Linked DNA regions of Sus scrofa: regions 1, 2, 3 and 4 are each linked to region 5. The links are chromatin contacts, called in public Hi-C, HiChIP or PLAC-seq and promoter capture Hi-C maps. All regions are on one chromosome and are shown on one strand. The core of a region is the stretch at or near the end of the contact, and the rest is flanking DNA. Distances in the headings are between cores, read along the strand shown.

Region 1 (2,700 bases), core at 68-2,567, 200 kb after region 5:
GTGTGTGTGTGTGTGTGTGTGTGTGTGTGTGTGCGCGCGCGCGCACGCGCGATTGTCAGACCTGAGGTGTGGGTCCGTGCGCGCGCGAGCCCAGGCCGTGACGGCTGCTGAGATGCTGGACTGCCGGGGCTGGAGAGGGAGGAGGAGGAGAGGGGGACTCCCCCGCCCCCGCCCGCCTCCTTGCCGGTTTGAATGAAGCGTGAGGGGGAGGGGAGGCAGCGGGCAGGAGCTTTGTCAGGACGTGTCCCCTCCCCTTCCCCCGACTGGGGAATCCCCTCCCATCCCCCCTGCGCCCCCATTTAGAGACCTTTACTCCTTTCTCTCCAGCCTTTTCCCTCCAAACGCCCACTCTGGGGGAGTCTGGAAGAGGCGCCCTTCACGCAAGTGGTTGAAGCTTCTCCCATCCCCCACGCCATCGGAGCATCCTTTAATCTGAGATAATCCCGGCCCTAGGCTGCAACGCGGCCTTTTATCCTGGTATCAAAGCGTGGGTAGGGATATATGAAAGTGTGTGGCTGGGGTCGCTCAAGCTCAATGTAAGAGTCCTTAGAGCCCAGGACCAGAAAAGGGGCCCCAGACGAAAGGGGAAGGCCTGCTAGCGGTCCTAGAGCACTACCACCGGGAAAGATTCCCCACTTGGTGTGAGGCCAGAAGCACTGGCCGCTAGTTAGACATTGGTGCCACCCAGCGGCCGCACGGGGAGACGCTGTGGATCGGCTCCCGAGACTAGTTAAATGAAGTCTGGGTGATTCCGAAGGGGGGCGCGCGAATCCCCGTTCAGGAGTGGCAGAAGCGAGGAGGAGGCTGTGGTTCGAGCCGGGGAAACACCAGGCCCCAAGGCAGAGCCACAGCACTCCCATCACCTCCAACCCCTCAAGGGCAGGGCCATATCCTTCCTTCACTTAGACCCTCCCAGGACAGGGTCCTGTACCCCTCGGACTGGGAAGGTCCTTCCATATCAGACAACCTCCCCAACACAGCTAAATCCCCCTTCACAAGGAACCCAGCAGTGGGCTAGGGCTGACGTCACTGCAGCGTGGCTAAGAGGACAATCCTCTCCCTCAGGCTCGCCAACTGCTCACTTACGGCCGCCGTAAAGGCCCACTATGCGGCGGCAGGAGATTAGCGGGGCTCGAGGTTGGAGAACCCACTCATATACCCCCCAGGAAGTGCCCGAAGCAGGATGGGATGAGGTTTGAGGGAGAATCCCAGGAGTTGGGACACGTGCGCAGGGCTCTTTAAGAACTCGGTCGCCAGGGCCGCTGCCAGGGTTACTAAGGATGTGACGTCACGTGCGGGCGGGGGCGTGCGCGCCCAGACGGAAGCGGAAGGGGCGGGGCTCGGCGGTCCGAGTCTCCGTGCTGCCGCTACCGCCGCCAGAGTCGGAGCTGGCTGGGCCGCCAAGGCAAGATGGTGGACTACAGCGTGTGGGATCACATCGAGGTGTCTGACGATGAAGACGAGACGCACCCCAATATCGACACTGCCAGCCTCTTCCGCTGGAGGCACCAGGTAGAGCGCGCGCGGCCAGCCCCTTCCCCCACTCCCGGGTCTCTGCTTCAGAGTTCTGACTTCAGATACTGCTAGGAACCCGGCCATGGACACCTGAGATTCCCACCCTACAGTCTGGACTTTCAGTAGCGCCCAGGGTTCTTCGATTCAACTCCGGGATCCCAGAACTTCCGGGACCCTTGAGTCCCTTGCCTGCTATCCGAGCCTCCCCCTGCCGATTTCTTCTTGGAACTCCCAGTTCACCCCTAGGGCACCTTCTTCAGAGTTTAACTACCAAGACAAGCTTTGGGCTTCCCCCCCAGTTCCGTTTGGGACCTTCCATTTACGCTCCGAATCTTACCTCAGAATCTTGACCCTGATCCTATTCAAGTACCCCCTTGTGATCTTGGACATCCCATGGGCCCCTCCCAATCCCTAGAGTTCCCAGTACTTTAAGTTGTAAGTCTGTTCTTCGATCGGCCTTTCTGGGTCCCAGTGGTGATTCCCGTTTAGATCCAGAAATCCTCTAAATACAACAAGGAATTCTGTCCTTCCTTGAGATTTCTGTTCCTGGCGTGGGACTCCAGCCCACACCCAGGACCCCTTTCCTGGAACTTAAACCAGTGCCCATCAGTATCCTTAGTCCCATCTAGGACTGGCATTTTGAAACCTAGTTCCCTTTCAGATTGAACCACCAGCTCTACCCTTGATGGAGCTTCCAATTCCGGCCACTCTCCTTCAGCCTCACATACTGTAGACCCAGTTTCCCATTATGTCAGGAAATCCTACCCACGTGGCTTCCCCCCAGCTAGAGCCCCTGCCCCTGCTTGGTACTGCAGACCCAGTCACCAAACTCTCCCCCCCACCCAAGACAGGCTTCCTGTAGGAGTCAGCTTTGGAAAGCCTCATTCAAATGCAAGTCCAGGACCCAAACCCACCCCTTCTTCCTTCTGACCCTAGCATGGACTGCTGATCTCAGACACCCAGAGTGACCCTGCTTTTACCAGAAACCCTCCCAGTCTGATTCCAGATTCATTGCCCTACTTTTACTTATTCCCCAAATCCAGACTCCAGGATCCCAAAGTCTGTTCTCTTGCCCTTCTCCCACCCAGCAGTGTTCACAGGCCAGCAAAATAGCCCTCCTAAGATGTAATGTTCTAGCCTCCTGCTCCCCAAAATCAGAGCTCCGGCACCCACATTCCTGTGCCT
Region 2 (2,700 bases), core at 180-2,679, 190 kb before region 5:
AGTCAAAAAAGTCATGCAACACTGGGAGCTCCCTTATTTGGGTTTTCCAAGTTGAGGTGTGGGGAGCACCCTCTGCCTGAGCTCCATACACTTCCCTTCAGAAAACCCTGTTCCCAAAGTGGCAGAAAACTCACAGAGGCCAAAGCCAGGAAAGGCCTCCTCAGTGACTCCCCAGAGCATCAGGGCAAGAAACCCGGAGAGACAAAGCTAAGTGTAACAGTATAACAAAATGTGAAGGCGGAATCCTGACAGAAGACAACAGATAAGAAAGAGTAACAAGAGGAAGAAAAAGGATAAACTACAAAGAAGCAGAGTCCTCGGCAAACACCTTTGTAATTTTTTCCCCCCACCGAAATGTCAGTTTTGAAACTCGCTTCTGAAAATTCAGCCCACTTCTCACATCCCCAAAAAGGAAAATCGGAGGACCGTGGCGAAGAAGGAGGCAATGTTACCCCTTACTTCAGAGCCGGGCATCAAGAAGGGACCCTACCCATCCACGTATCCACGAGGCTCACAGCCAGTGGCTCGCACCAACCTCGCATGGGCCCTCTCCTCAGATCTAGAAGTTTCCCACTCGGGGGTCCGGATTGCCAAGCCCTCCGGATGGGTGGCACAGGGTCCTCCAGGCTGGGCACCACTTTCCAACCGTCCTTGGCAGTTCAGAGGGTCTCCCGAGGTGGCCACACACCCCCTCCTCCCAGCTAGGGCGGCCACACCCGCCCCCAGACTCCCACCTCTCCCACGCCTCAGGCCCCCTCCCCTCCCACCCAGCCTCCACAACCCCAGCTTCCTGCGAATTCTCCCTTCCACTCGCGGCCCCCCACTTCCTGCTCACCCCCTCCCAATCTCAGGGCCCTCACTACTCCCCCATTTCCCGCTTCCCTCCATAGTCCGGGCACCTCACCTCTGGCCACCACGCACGCCCTCTTTTTCTGCCGCTTGACACCGTCCCTCCACACCCCTCAACTCGGGGACCCGCACACCTAACTCCCCCGGCTCGGCCCCAAGGACCCCACCCCAGGCCCCCACGAGTCAGGGCCCCTCACCCTCGGGGCCCCGGGCCCCTCACTGTGGTCGCGTCCCTCCCGCCCTGGGCCCCCCGCCCTGCCGGCCTCGTGCGCAGCCCCCGCGCGCAACCCGGCCCTCGGCCCGGCCCCGGAGCCCCGCACTCACGGCTGTAGAGGGCGATGCCCGCCGCGTCCGGGCCGGCGCGCACCTCGAGGCGCAGTGCCTGCTGCTCCGCGTGCCGCTGGATCTCGCCGTTCGCGTCGCCGATGGTGAGGAGGCGGGCGCCGGGGAACACGGACACGGCCCCGCAGGGCCCCGCGACACCCGGGCCGGCCGCCCCTGCGCCGCCCACGCCCGGCCCCGCCGCCGCCGTCGCTGCTGCCATCTTAGATCCGGCTCCAGGCCCCGCCGCCGCCGCCGCCGCCGCGCCCGGGCCCAGGCCGCCGCCGCTGCCGCCGCTGCCGCCGCCGCGCAGGCCGAGGCAGAGGCCGAGCCGGGCAGCGCCGCCTGCCGGCCACGCGCCGCCTCGCCGCCACCGCGGCTGCTGCCCGGCCCCGTGGCGCAGCGCCCCCTGCCGGCGGCCCTGGGCGCTGGGAGGGAGCACGCTGGAGGGGCGGGGCCTGCCCCACCCAACCCCGCCCCGCCCCGCGCGAGCGGTCGCCGCTTTGTGAGGTGACTCCGCGGTCCAGGAACAGCGGGGACAAGAGCGTACGTCGGGGGAGGTGCTTGCGGCGCGAACACGCCCCTGGGCCTCGGCCCCGCCCCCCGCCCGGCGCGGCCTGAACTGCCGGCGGTGCTTTGTGAGGCAGTGAGGCCGCCGAGGCCCGGGGAGGGAGGGGGCCGGAACGCGCGTCAGGGGGACGGTGCTTATGCCCCGGACACGCCCCCTTGCCCCGCCCCGACAGTCGTGCCCAGAGAGGTGGCTCCCCAGCTAGAAAAACGGCGGGGGCGGACCTGACGCCCAGCAGCTCCGACACGCCCCTGAAGCTTGGGTCCGCCCGTTGCCCCTCCCGGCTTTGTGAGGTGACACGCTGAGGGGCGGGGTCCAGCTGCGAAGAGGCCCCGCCCCTACACCGGTCCTGTTCCCTCCCGCTTGCTTTGTGAGGCTCTGGGTTCAGGGGAAGACCGGAGTGAGGGGCGGGGACAGGACGTAGGGACACGCCCCAGCCGCAGCCGGCGGGATGGAAAAACAGTTTGAGTTAGGACTTGACCCCAGTACCCCACCGGGAACTCCTGCCTGAGCACTCAGCCACTCCTCCGCTCCACTCCATCATCTCCAGCCCCTTACTCTAGGGCCCTCCTCCTCCATCCTCAGCCCTTCACTGTCTTCTCCCCTACAAAAAATTCTTGGACCCCTCCTTTAGCCCCTTTCCTCTTCTACTTTCCCTGCCCCGAATGATGGCTGGCCAGCAAATCGGGGCCAAGTGCCCCTTTCCATACACACACAAACACATATCTGTCTTCCCTCCAGTTCCCCCCTCCACTGGTCCAGGGGCCCATTCTCTTTGGGGGAGTTCCAAAGGGGTTTGCAGCCACATTCTCCAGCTGCCTCTCTAACCTAGACCTGCTCATTTAGTACTGTCCTTCCCAATGTTCCTCTTCCTCCACCCCACCATCATTCCACCTCCTGTGCTCACCAATACAAAGAATTTAGCTGAGGCCCACGTGGTACTACCCCATCCACGCACCCCC
Region 3 (2,700 bases), core at 161-2,660, 160 kb before region 5:
CCGTGAGCTGTGGTTTAGGTCACAGACGTGGCTTGGATCCTGCATTGCTATGGCTCTGGCGTAGGCTGGCAGCAACAGCTCGGATTAGACCCCCAGCCTGGGAACCTCCTTATACCGTGGGTGCGGCCCTAAAAAGACAAAAAAAAAGTTATTACTCATTCTTCACAACTACTTCAAAGTGTCTGAGTAGTCTGAATGACAGAAACACTTGGAATGAAAAAGAGTATCAAACGTGACCACCAGTGAACTTTGACATTACAAAGTGCTCCTTCCCCAAGCTCTCCAAATGCAAGAAAGGGCTGACTACCACTAGCTGTACTCTAAGAGTAATTGTTACCACCTGCTAATCTCTCTCAGGCCTAACTTGATTCAAAATTTCCATGTAAACTTTTTTTTTTGGTCTTTTTGCCTTTTCTAGGGCCACTCCTGCGGCATATGGAGGTTCCCAGGCTAGGGGTCTAATTGGAGGTGCAGCCGCCGGCCCCAGAGCTACAGCAAAGCGGGATCTGAGCCGCGTCTGCGATCTATACCACAGCTCACGGCAACGCCGGATCCCTAACCCACTGAGCAAGGCCGAGGGATCGAACCCGCAACCTCATGGTTCCTAGTCAGATTCGTTAACCACTGCGCCACGATGGGAACTCCTCCATCTAAACATTTTGTGTTATGTTTAGATGGAAACACCAAATAAGTGTTCCTTTCCAATGACGTCTTTGCTAATCTGTCTGTTTTCCAGAGGGAGGTCGACTCCAAATTCTCTAAACCAGACTGAAAGACACAACGCCCAATGGAGGAAGAGAAACCCAGAATAAAACAGCTATTTACCGAAGGTCTATGATGTGGCAAGCACTAAATAAACATCATCTCACAACAGCCCAACGAAGTAGGACTAATATCACCCATTTTACGGATGAGGCAATTGAGGTCCAGTAGTGAAGCCCGTGGCGTGTCTTGAACTGAGCAACCTCTCAAGCCCACACTCTTCTTCCCGCTTCTTGCTAATGCTAAGCAACTGGGCTGTCGTTCCTCATACCCTGGGCTACTTCAATCACCGTTTACCTGCTGACCATCGAGTTTGAGACCCTTTGGGGTTTAGGGTGGGGACAGGCCTCTCTGACTCTGGGCAAGAAATGCAGTGCTCATTAGGCTCCTCATCTCACTTCTCATCACCTCCAATTTACAGAAGAGGAAACGGAAAAAATGACGGTCCTAAGATGCTAGGAAATGAGGAGGTCAGGCGTCGGACCAGCGACCACGATTACAGACGCAGAATAAGCCTGAACCACGTTTATATAAAAAGGTCTCCACCCGCCCTAGCTAAACCTTTTTATATGCTAGTCCTACGGGTCGCGTGGAGGGCCATGCCCCACCTCTATTTTTGACCAGCTACATCCACATTGAATCGCACAAGGGTCGTCGCGTGCGGGGTACTCTGGGAAAACAGCAAGGACCCAGCCGCCTCTACCATCGTTGTCTTAGATTTTGCCTGAGAAGAATATGCCATCATGGTACTTATTCTTTTAAACTTTCCCCCAACAGCGTTTGGGACCAGAAGTGGAGGCTTTTCAAAGATAGAGTGTGTAGGAAGTCCAGCGTTTTTAGGTTCATCAGGCATTTATTCGGTCAACTAGTCTCTCAGGGGGTCCTGCACTCCTAGCTCCGCGGCCTTCAGACAACGGAGTGAAGCGGCGGCCAATGAGTTCCGTCGAGTAGCAGAAGGGGCAGGGCTAACCCTTAAAGGAACCGCGACCTGTTAGCAAATCGGAGGGTGACCCAGATGATGGCGGCCAGCACGGCCCTAGCCTTGGCCCTATGGCTACTATTGCCTCCAGTGGAGGTAGGAGGGGCAGGGCCCCCACCGATCCAGGATGGCGAGTTTACATTCCTGCTTCCTGCGGGGCGGAAGCAATGTTTCTATCAGTCTGCGCCGGCCAACGCAAGCCTGGAGACTGAGTACCAGGTAGAGGGTGCCGGATCGGGGAGCCGGCGAAGACAGGGAGAGGGGGCGTGGCCAAACTGAGCCAGCGATGCATGCCTTGAAGAAGGAAGGAGGAGGAGCCCGTGCGTAAGAACGCGGGGTCTGAGTCAGGGAGAGCTAGGGGCGGGGGTAGTGCTTTGGAGAGGAAGGGGTGGATGTTTCGGACAAAGGCGGGGCTAGAAATGGGAGAGCGGGGAGGCGGGGCCATTGAAAGAGGGAGGCCTTCAGCGGGCAGGACTCTCGCGGGTGGGCGTGGCCTAAAGAGGTGTCAATTGAGGTGGAGGCGTGGCCATGATGTGGCACAAGAAAGGGAGTGGCCAACACGAGGATTTCCCGGGGAAAGGGTGAAGGCAAGGGCTTCAAGCAAGGCTCCATTATATTATTTGGGTTGTGGCCAAGCCGGACATAATCTGGTAAACGTTGATTAAGAACTGTGTATGCGGGCGTGACCAGATTTAGGAGCCCATCCCAAGGCCCCCCAAATCTATGGAGGCGGAGCCAAGGCAAGGGGCGTGGCCAAAAGGAGTGGAAGGGGCAGGACCACCGTGAGGGTGGTTTCCAAGCTCCGGTAGGCCCCTGGTGATGGTCTGCTTGGGTCGGTCCAGTCATGGCCTTCTGCCAGGTGCCCTTGGTCTACCCTTAGTCCTCCACCCGCTCTTACCTGCCCCCCAGGTGATCGCAGGTGCTGGGCTGGACGTGGATTTCACTCTGGAGAGCCCTCA
Region 4 (2,700 bases), core at 108-2,607, 180 kb after region 5:
TTTTTGGCCGCCCTGTGGCATATGGAAGTTCTCAGGCCAGGGATCAGATCTGAGCCAAGGTTGTGACCCGTGCCTCAGCTGCAGCAACACTGGATCCTTAACCCATTCTGCCAGGCAAGGGATCGAACCTGCATGCCAGTGCTGCAGAGACACCACTGATCCTGTTGCACCACATCAGGAACTCTTTACACCAGACTTTGACAACAGGGTTCTTACTAGCCCCATATCAGGGATGGGGAAGCTGAGACCCAGAGAGACAAGTGACTTGGCCAGCGTCACCCAGTCTGGAAGGAATACAGCTGGATTATGAATTGAGTTGTCTCGGAGGTCCCATTGTGGCTCAGTGGGTTAGGAACTCAACTAGTATCCATGAGGATTTGGGTTCGATTCCTGACTTCGCTCATTGGGTGAAGGATCTGGAGTTGCTACATCATAGGTCACAGATGTAGCTCGGATCCAGAGTTGCCATGGCTGTGGGGTAGGCCGGCAACTGCAACTCTGATTTGACCCCTAGCCTGGGAACTTCCATGTGCCACAGGTGCGGCCCTTAAAGAAAAGAAAAAAGGGGTCCCCTTCATGGTTCAGAGGTTAACGAATCTGGCTAGGATCCATGAGGATGCGGGTTTGATCTGTGGCCTCAGTCAGTGGGTTCAGGATCCAGTGTTGCTGTGAGCTGTGGTGTAGGTCACAGATGCAGTTCAGATCCCACGTTGCTGTGGTTGTGGTGTAGGCTGGCAGCTGCAGCTCCAATTCGACCCCTAGCCTGGGAACCACCATATGCCACAGGTGTGGCCCTTTAAATAAATAAATAAGTAAATAAGTAAAACCAACCCTGACCATGGCCTACAAGGCCCTTCCTGATCTGTCCCATCACCTCCCTGCCTCATCTCGTTCCAGCACCCCTTGCTCACTCTGCTTCAGCCACATGTGCTCCCTGCTTTTTCCCCAACATGTGAGACACACTCCTACCTCAGACCCTTTACACGGGCTGTTCTCTCTGTTTGTCATTCTCAACTCTCAGGCACCCATATAGCATTCTCTTTCACTTCATTTAGGTCTCTGCTCAGATGTCACCTCCTCAGAGATGCCTTCCCTGACCTCAGGGTCCCTCATTTCTTTATGTCCCTTGTGTCACCATCTGGAATTATCAAATGCTTTTACTTGCTATTTCTTCCTCACTACCTAGTCTGGGAACCCCAGGACAGCAGAGACTGGGGCCATTTCATTCTTCACACCAGCCTGAAAATGCTCAATCAATGTTTATGGAGTGGGGAGTTCCCTGGTGGCCTAGGGGCTAAAGGGTCTGGTGTCATCCCTGCAGTGGCTTGGGTCACTGCTGTGACAAGGGTTCTATCCCTGGGCAGGGAACTTCTGCATGCCTCAGGCACGGCAGGAAAAAAAAGTTGCAGAATAAATGGCTCTGTTGCAGATGAGGAAACTGAGGTCAGGAGAGATGAAATCCTTTCCCAAGGTCACATGGCAAGTTAAGGGCAAAGGCTGGTTTGGGGCTCTTACTCATGAGTGAAAACAGTGGGCTCAGACATCTTCCCAAACTCTGTCCTCCCTCTGTCAATCTAGTTCCTTCAGGCCCAAGGCCCTAATTTCCTGCAACTCAGAGGAGTTTGCGGTCAATCTGTTGCTGGGGAGAGAGGGGGGACCCTAGCAGCCAGGGCCCAGGACTGTGGTTTGGGGGACTCCCCCCTTTCCCTCTGCTAAGGAAGTACATTTTGAGGAAGTGAAGTTCTCAAGACACTATCTCCCGGCTGTCTGGCCCCAACGCCAGCCTTACTGCAGCCCTGGGGGTGGGCAGATCTTATTCAGCAGGACTTACTGATAAAGAGAATGAGGCAGAGAGAGGAATAATGCTAGCCCCAGGTCACAGAGCGACACAGTCAGCAGGGCTACAATCTGAATCTCACCCACTGGCCTGAAGTCCAGGAAACCTGGTTTTTAACCACAATTCTGCCCTTCCTCGATGTGTGACCTTGGGCAAATCACTTGTCTCTCGGTTTCTTAGGCAGGAATGGAAAGCCAAAGAATAAAAACGCAGGTTGGGGAGTTTGTGTTGCGGAGCAGCGGAAACGAATCCAATTGGTATCCAAGAGGATGCCGGTTCCATCCCTGGCCTTGCCCAGTGGGTGGGGGATCCCGAGTTGCCATGAGCTGTGGTGTAGGCAGCAGAGGCCCCTCGGATCCTGCGTTGCTGTGGTGTAGGCCGGCAGCTGTAGCTCCGATTCGACCCCTAGCCTAGGAACTGCCATATGCCACTGGTGCGCTCCTAAAAAGCGGGAAAAAATAAAACCTCAGGTTGGTGTTGGGAGGCCCTGGCATGGGCATCATGATGGGCAAGCGTGCGAGGAGGCGAGATGGGAACTCCGCGTCCTCAACTTTTCCGCCAAGTTCCTCTCCATCCGCCAGGTGGCCCTTCTCCACTATGTACAGCCGGGGCGGGGGAGAGGGGGTGTTGGGGGCTGGGGTTTGGGGTGGGGTCGAGGATGGAAGTAGCGGCCTGGTCCCAATCAGGGGTGGGCGAGAGCCTCGTCCTCAGCCTGCGGTTGACCGACCTGGCGCCCTCTCTCCGGGGCGCTCAATAAACATGAAATAGTAATACGGGACGCTGCGGCAGTGGCGGCGGCGGCGACTTGACTCTGCTTGAGGACGAGAGTGCGGGAGGCAGGTCTGGACTCCGAGAGCACACTC
Region 5 (2,700 bases), core at 190-2,689:
AGACCGCTCATTTTAGAGACATTAGAACGCTAAACAATCATAAAAAGATTCAGAATCACTGAAATACCTGAGTCCAGGAAAAGTAATGATGCTTCCTTGCTGATCTGTCAAGTCCCCTAGGCAGGATGCCAAACAATTTTCAATCAATTTTGGAAATATTGAGAAGAGACGGCTTACTCTCCCCAAGTTTAGACACTGAACTGGGCAAGAGCATGTTGATCCTTAAACATCCCAAATAATATCCCCAGGCGAAGAACTGCCCAGGGCAAAACCTCTAAAGCAACCCCAAGAATCTCAGTCACTCAACAACTTGAGGAAGTAAGCTAGAAAAGAATTTTAAGCGCTCATGTTTGGGTCTCAATCTGGAAGATCACAGGGCACCCAAATATCACATCTGATCACCATTTTGAGGGAGAATCGGGAAAAAATTCAACATCAATGAAACATCTAAAATAAATGAAGTGAAAGCTTAAAATAAACCTTTTAGCAATTCTGGATCCGGATCTGGGGGAGGCCAGCCTAACCAGAGATTTAAAAACCCCATGAACCCACAAAGACCTCCTCTGCAATCCACTTAAGGACGGGGTTCCAGGGAGGGGGTCTGCCTCTCCGCTCCACGAAAAGACAAAGGAGGCGATGTTTCCCGCCTCGAGAACCTGGGACTCTCCTGGAACCCGGGACCGGAATGGGACAAAGAGAAGAGGTGGGGGGGTAGCCCCTGCTCCGCGGGGCAGGATGCTTCCAGTCGGAGGGGGGTGTGTGCTCACCGCACGTGCGCGTGTGCGCGCGTGGCGCCCCAACAGACAAAGCCCGACCCGGGGGAGGCGGCAGCCGGGGGCCCAGTGCGCGCGCACCCCCGCGAGAGGCGCCACCGCCGGCCGAGGGGCCGCGAAGGGGGGGGCGGATGCGCGCGCACCGGGCCCTCGCCGCCGCCGCCATTTTGTCTCCTCGGCACAATGGGGGAGAGTAACGGCCGAGCGCGGGAGGTAGGCTAGCAAAGGAGGAAGGAGCCAGGCACTGGGGCGAGAGAACCAAACGAAAGCAGGGAACACAAGGCGCCTCAGGCCTTATCTCCGCAACTCCTCACCCGAGCCCGCGCTGAGGAGAGAACGGGGGGAGGGGGAAAGGCGGGAGCGGGCCCGGCCGCCGCCACATTGACGCTTACCTCGTCTGGGTCCCTTTCCTCGACAGCAACCACCGCCCTCCGGCCACAGCCCGCCTCGGTCTTCCCCAAAAAGCCACGCGGTACGCACCGGGCTGCTGAGTCCAACTGCAATGGCGAGAAGAGGAGGAGGAGGAGCCGGGGCCGGGGACGAGCTGGCGGGCGGGCGCGCGCTAGGGAGGTGCGGAACCACGTGACCGGGCGGAGCCACGCCCCCTGCCGCCTCGTTACCGCTCGACGCAGGCCCAGCGGGAGAGGCAGGGAGGGAGGAACAGAGAAAAGAAGGCGGGCCCTGGTCACGTGACAGAACCGTAAGACGTTACGTGGCGTCGGGACGTTTTCCTCCTCTTTCCACGCCTTTGCTTGATCATGTGACAGTGGCAAATTCGGAGATCTCCTTGGCCATGTGATAAGGACTTTTGCTCCTTGCCTTTGCGGTATTGGTAGGCCTGTTTCATGTGACAACATTGCCTTTCTTTTTTTCAATTGCGGTTTTTGAGCGGCCATTACCACGTGAGGCCGAGGGAGGGGCGGAGCCTCCCTGGTCTCCTAGTTTATGCGCTTGCGCGGCCGCCATCTTACGCCCGTCGCCAGGAGTACGTTGGCGGAAACGGTCAGAGAGGCTGGCTCTTGAGCGTCCTCATGGTGGCTGGTGTTGCTAGAAGAGGTTCGCTCTGCTACTGAAGCGGTACGGTGGCACTTCCTTCCCACTGCCTGCTTTTTCCACGAGAGGCCGAGCAGACTCGAGCTGTGTGTGTGAGGAAAGGTCGGACAGAACTCCTCGTTGCTGCTTCGGCATCCGGGTCTTTGGTGTTGAAACTTTTTCACGGGTAGCGCCCCGCTAAACTACCCGGCCCGGAGCCTCTGAAGGGCAGAGCCCAGTTGGTCAGAATCTTCCAGTCCCCCATTCACAGATGAAGAAATTGAGGCCCGATCCAGAAAAAGACCCGACTGAAGGCCTCACTGTCTTTTGCGGGAAATCTGGGACTTGGACTGAGACACTTGGCCAGCCACATCTTGGCGGGGAGGTCGGGGTCATAAGTAAAGGCATGGGGGACCGAGCGTCATCACTTTACGATCCTGGTGTTGTTGCATCCTCTTGGGAGCCTCAGATCCTCAGTGTACAATCTATGCCTAAGCTAAGTCCTGCTTTCTTCCAGAATCAGGATCAGTCAGGCGTTGGTAGACAAGTGATAGAGACATTGCTGAGATTCGGAGGCAAGTAGTTCAGGACTTAACGGCCTAAATAAATCTTTTTTGCAGAAGCAGGAATAGTGTAGCTAGTTTAAGAATGCAAGATCCCGAGTTCCCATCTCGGCTCAGTGGAAATTAATCCGACTAGCATCCATGAGGACTCAGGTTTGATCCCTGGCCTCCTCAGTGGGTTAAAGATCCCGAGTTGCCCTGAGCTGCGGTTTAGGTCGCAGAGGGGTCCTGTTCTGGCGTGGCTGTGGCATAGGCCAGTAGCTACAGCTCCGGTTAGACCTTCCTGGGAGCTTCCATATGCCTGGCTGCAACCCTAAAAAAAACCAAAAAAA

The links. Promoter capture Hi-C pulls out the DNA fragments that hold promoters and counts their contacts. A called contact is a pair of places that touch in the nucleus more often than the background predicts. HiChIP or PLAC-seq counts read pairs in DNA pulled down with a chosen protein or histone mark.
Region 1: a contact with region 5 is called in a promoter capture Hi-C map of liver, with 4 times the contacts expected there. The contact joins the promoter of CDC37 here to the promoter of ILF3 in region 5. A contact is called at or near these places in 3 of 5 promoter capture datasets (fetal liver, fetal skeletal muscle and liver), 12 of 47 Hi-C or Micro-C datasets (alveolar macrophages, blood, heart right ventricle and 8 more) and 1 of 2 datasets of contacts at active chromatin or transcription factors (alveolar macrophages).
Region 2: an H3K27ac HiChIP or PLAC-seq map of alveolar macrophages shows a contact between it and region 5. The contact joins the promoter of CARM1 here to the promoter of ILF3 in region 5. A contact is called at or near these places in 2 of 47 Hi-C or Micro-C datasets (embryonic fibroblasts and liver) and 1 of 2 datasets of contacts at active chromatin or transcription factors (alveolar macrophages).
Region 3: a promoter capture Hi-C map of liver shows a contact between it and region 5, with 4 times the contacts expected there. The contact joins the promoter of TMED1 here to the promoter of ILF3 in region 5. A contact is called at or near these places in 1 of 5 promoter capture datasets (liver), 2 of 47 Hi-C or Micro-C datasets (heart right ventricle and skeletal muscle) and 2 of 2 datasets of contacts at active chromatin or transcription factors (alveolar macrophages and skeletal muscle).
Region 4: a Hi-C map of retroperitoneal adipose tissue shows a contact between it and region 5, with 1.7 times the contacts expected there. The contact joins the enhancer-like site here to the promoter of ILF3 in region 5. A contact is called at or near these places in 3 of 5 promoter capture datasets (fetal liver, fetal skeletal muscle and liver), 3 of 47 Hi-C or Micro-C datasets (heart right ventricle, retroperitoneal adipose tissue and skeletal muscle) and 1 of 2 datasets of contacts at active chromatin or transcription factors (alveolar macrophages).

What each region holds. Positions count from the first base shown.
Region 1 is chr2:69,211,526-69,214,225 of Sscrofa11.1, reverse strand. CDC37 (cell division cycle 37) reads left to right here and starts at 1,317. Exons shown (of 8, transcript NM_001123096.1): 1 at 1,317-1,512. The coding sequence starts at 1,411. LOC110259341 (a long non-coding RNA gene) reads right to left here and starts at 1,394. Exons shown (of 3, transcript XR_002341637.1): 1 at 1-1,394.
Region 2 is chr2:69,600,850-69,603,549 of Sscrofa11.1, reverse strand. CARM1 (histone-arginine methyltransferase CARM1) reads right to left here and starts at 1,429. Exons shown (of 15, transcript XM_021083821.1): 1 at 1,174-1,429. The coding sequence starts at 1,393.
Region 3 is chr2:69,575,131-69,577,830 of Sscrofa11.1, reverse strand. TMED1 (transmembrane emp24 domain-containing protein 1) reads left to right here and starts at 1,410. Exons shown (of 4, transcript XM_003354060.4): 1 at 1,410-1,960; 2 at 2,651-2,700. The coding sequence starts at 1,778.
Region 4 is chr2:69,228,943-69,231,642 of Sscrofa11.1, reverse strand. It overlaps a transcript of PDE4A not described here. Among named protein-coding and RNA genes, the nearest start is that of CDC37, 17 kb to the right of the region's middle. Within about 2 kb of position 1,357, at least 7 of the 83 cell types and tissues checked have an H3K27ac peak or open chromatin away from gene starts, as enhancers often do. A contact at or near this core is called in alveolar macrophages, liver and retroperitoneal adipose tissue, where this site is marked.
Region 5 is chr2:69,412,614-69,415,313 of Sscrofa11.1, reverse strand. ILF3 (interleukin enhancer-binding factor 3) reads right to left here and starts at 1,439. Exons shown (of 20, transcript XM_021083797.1): 1 at 1,166-1,439.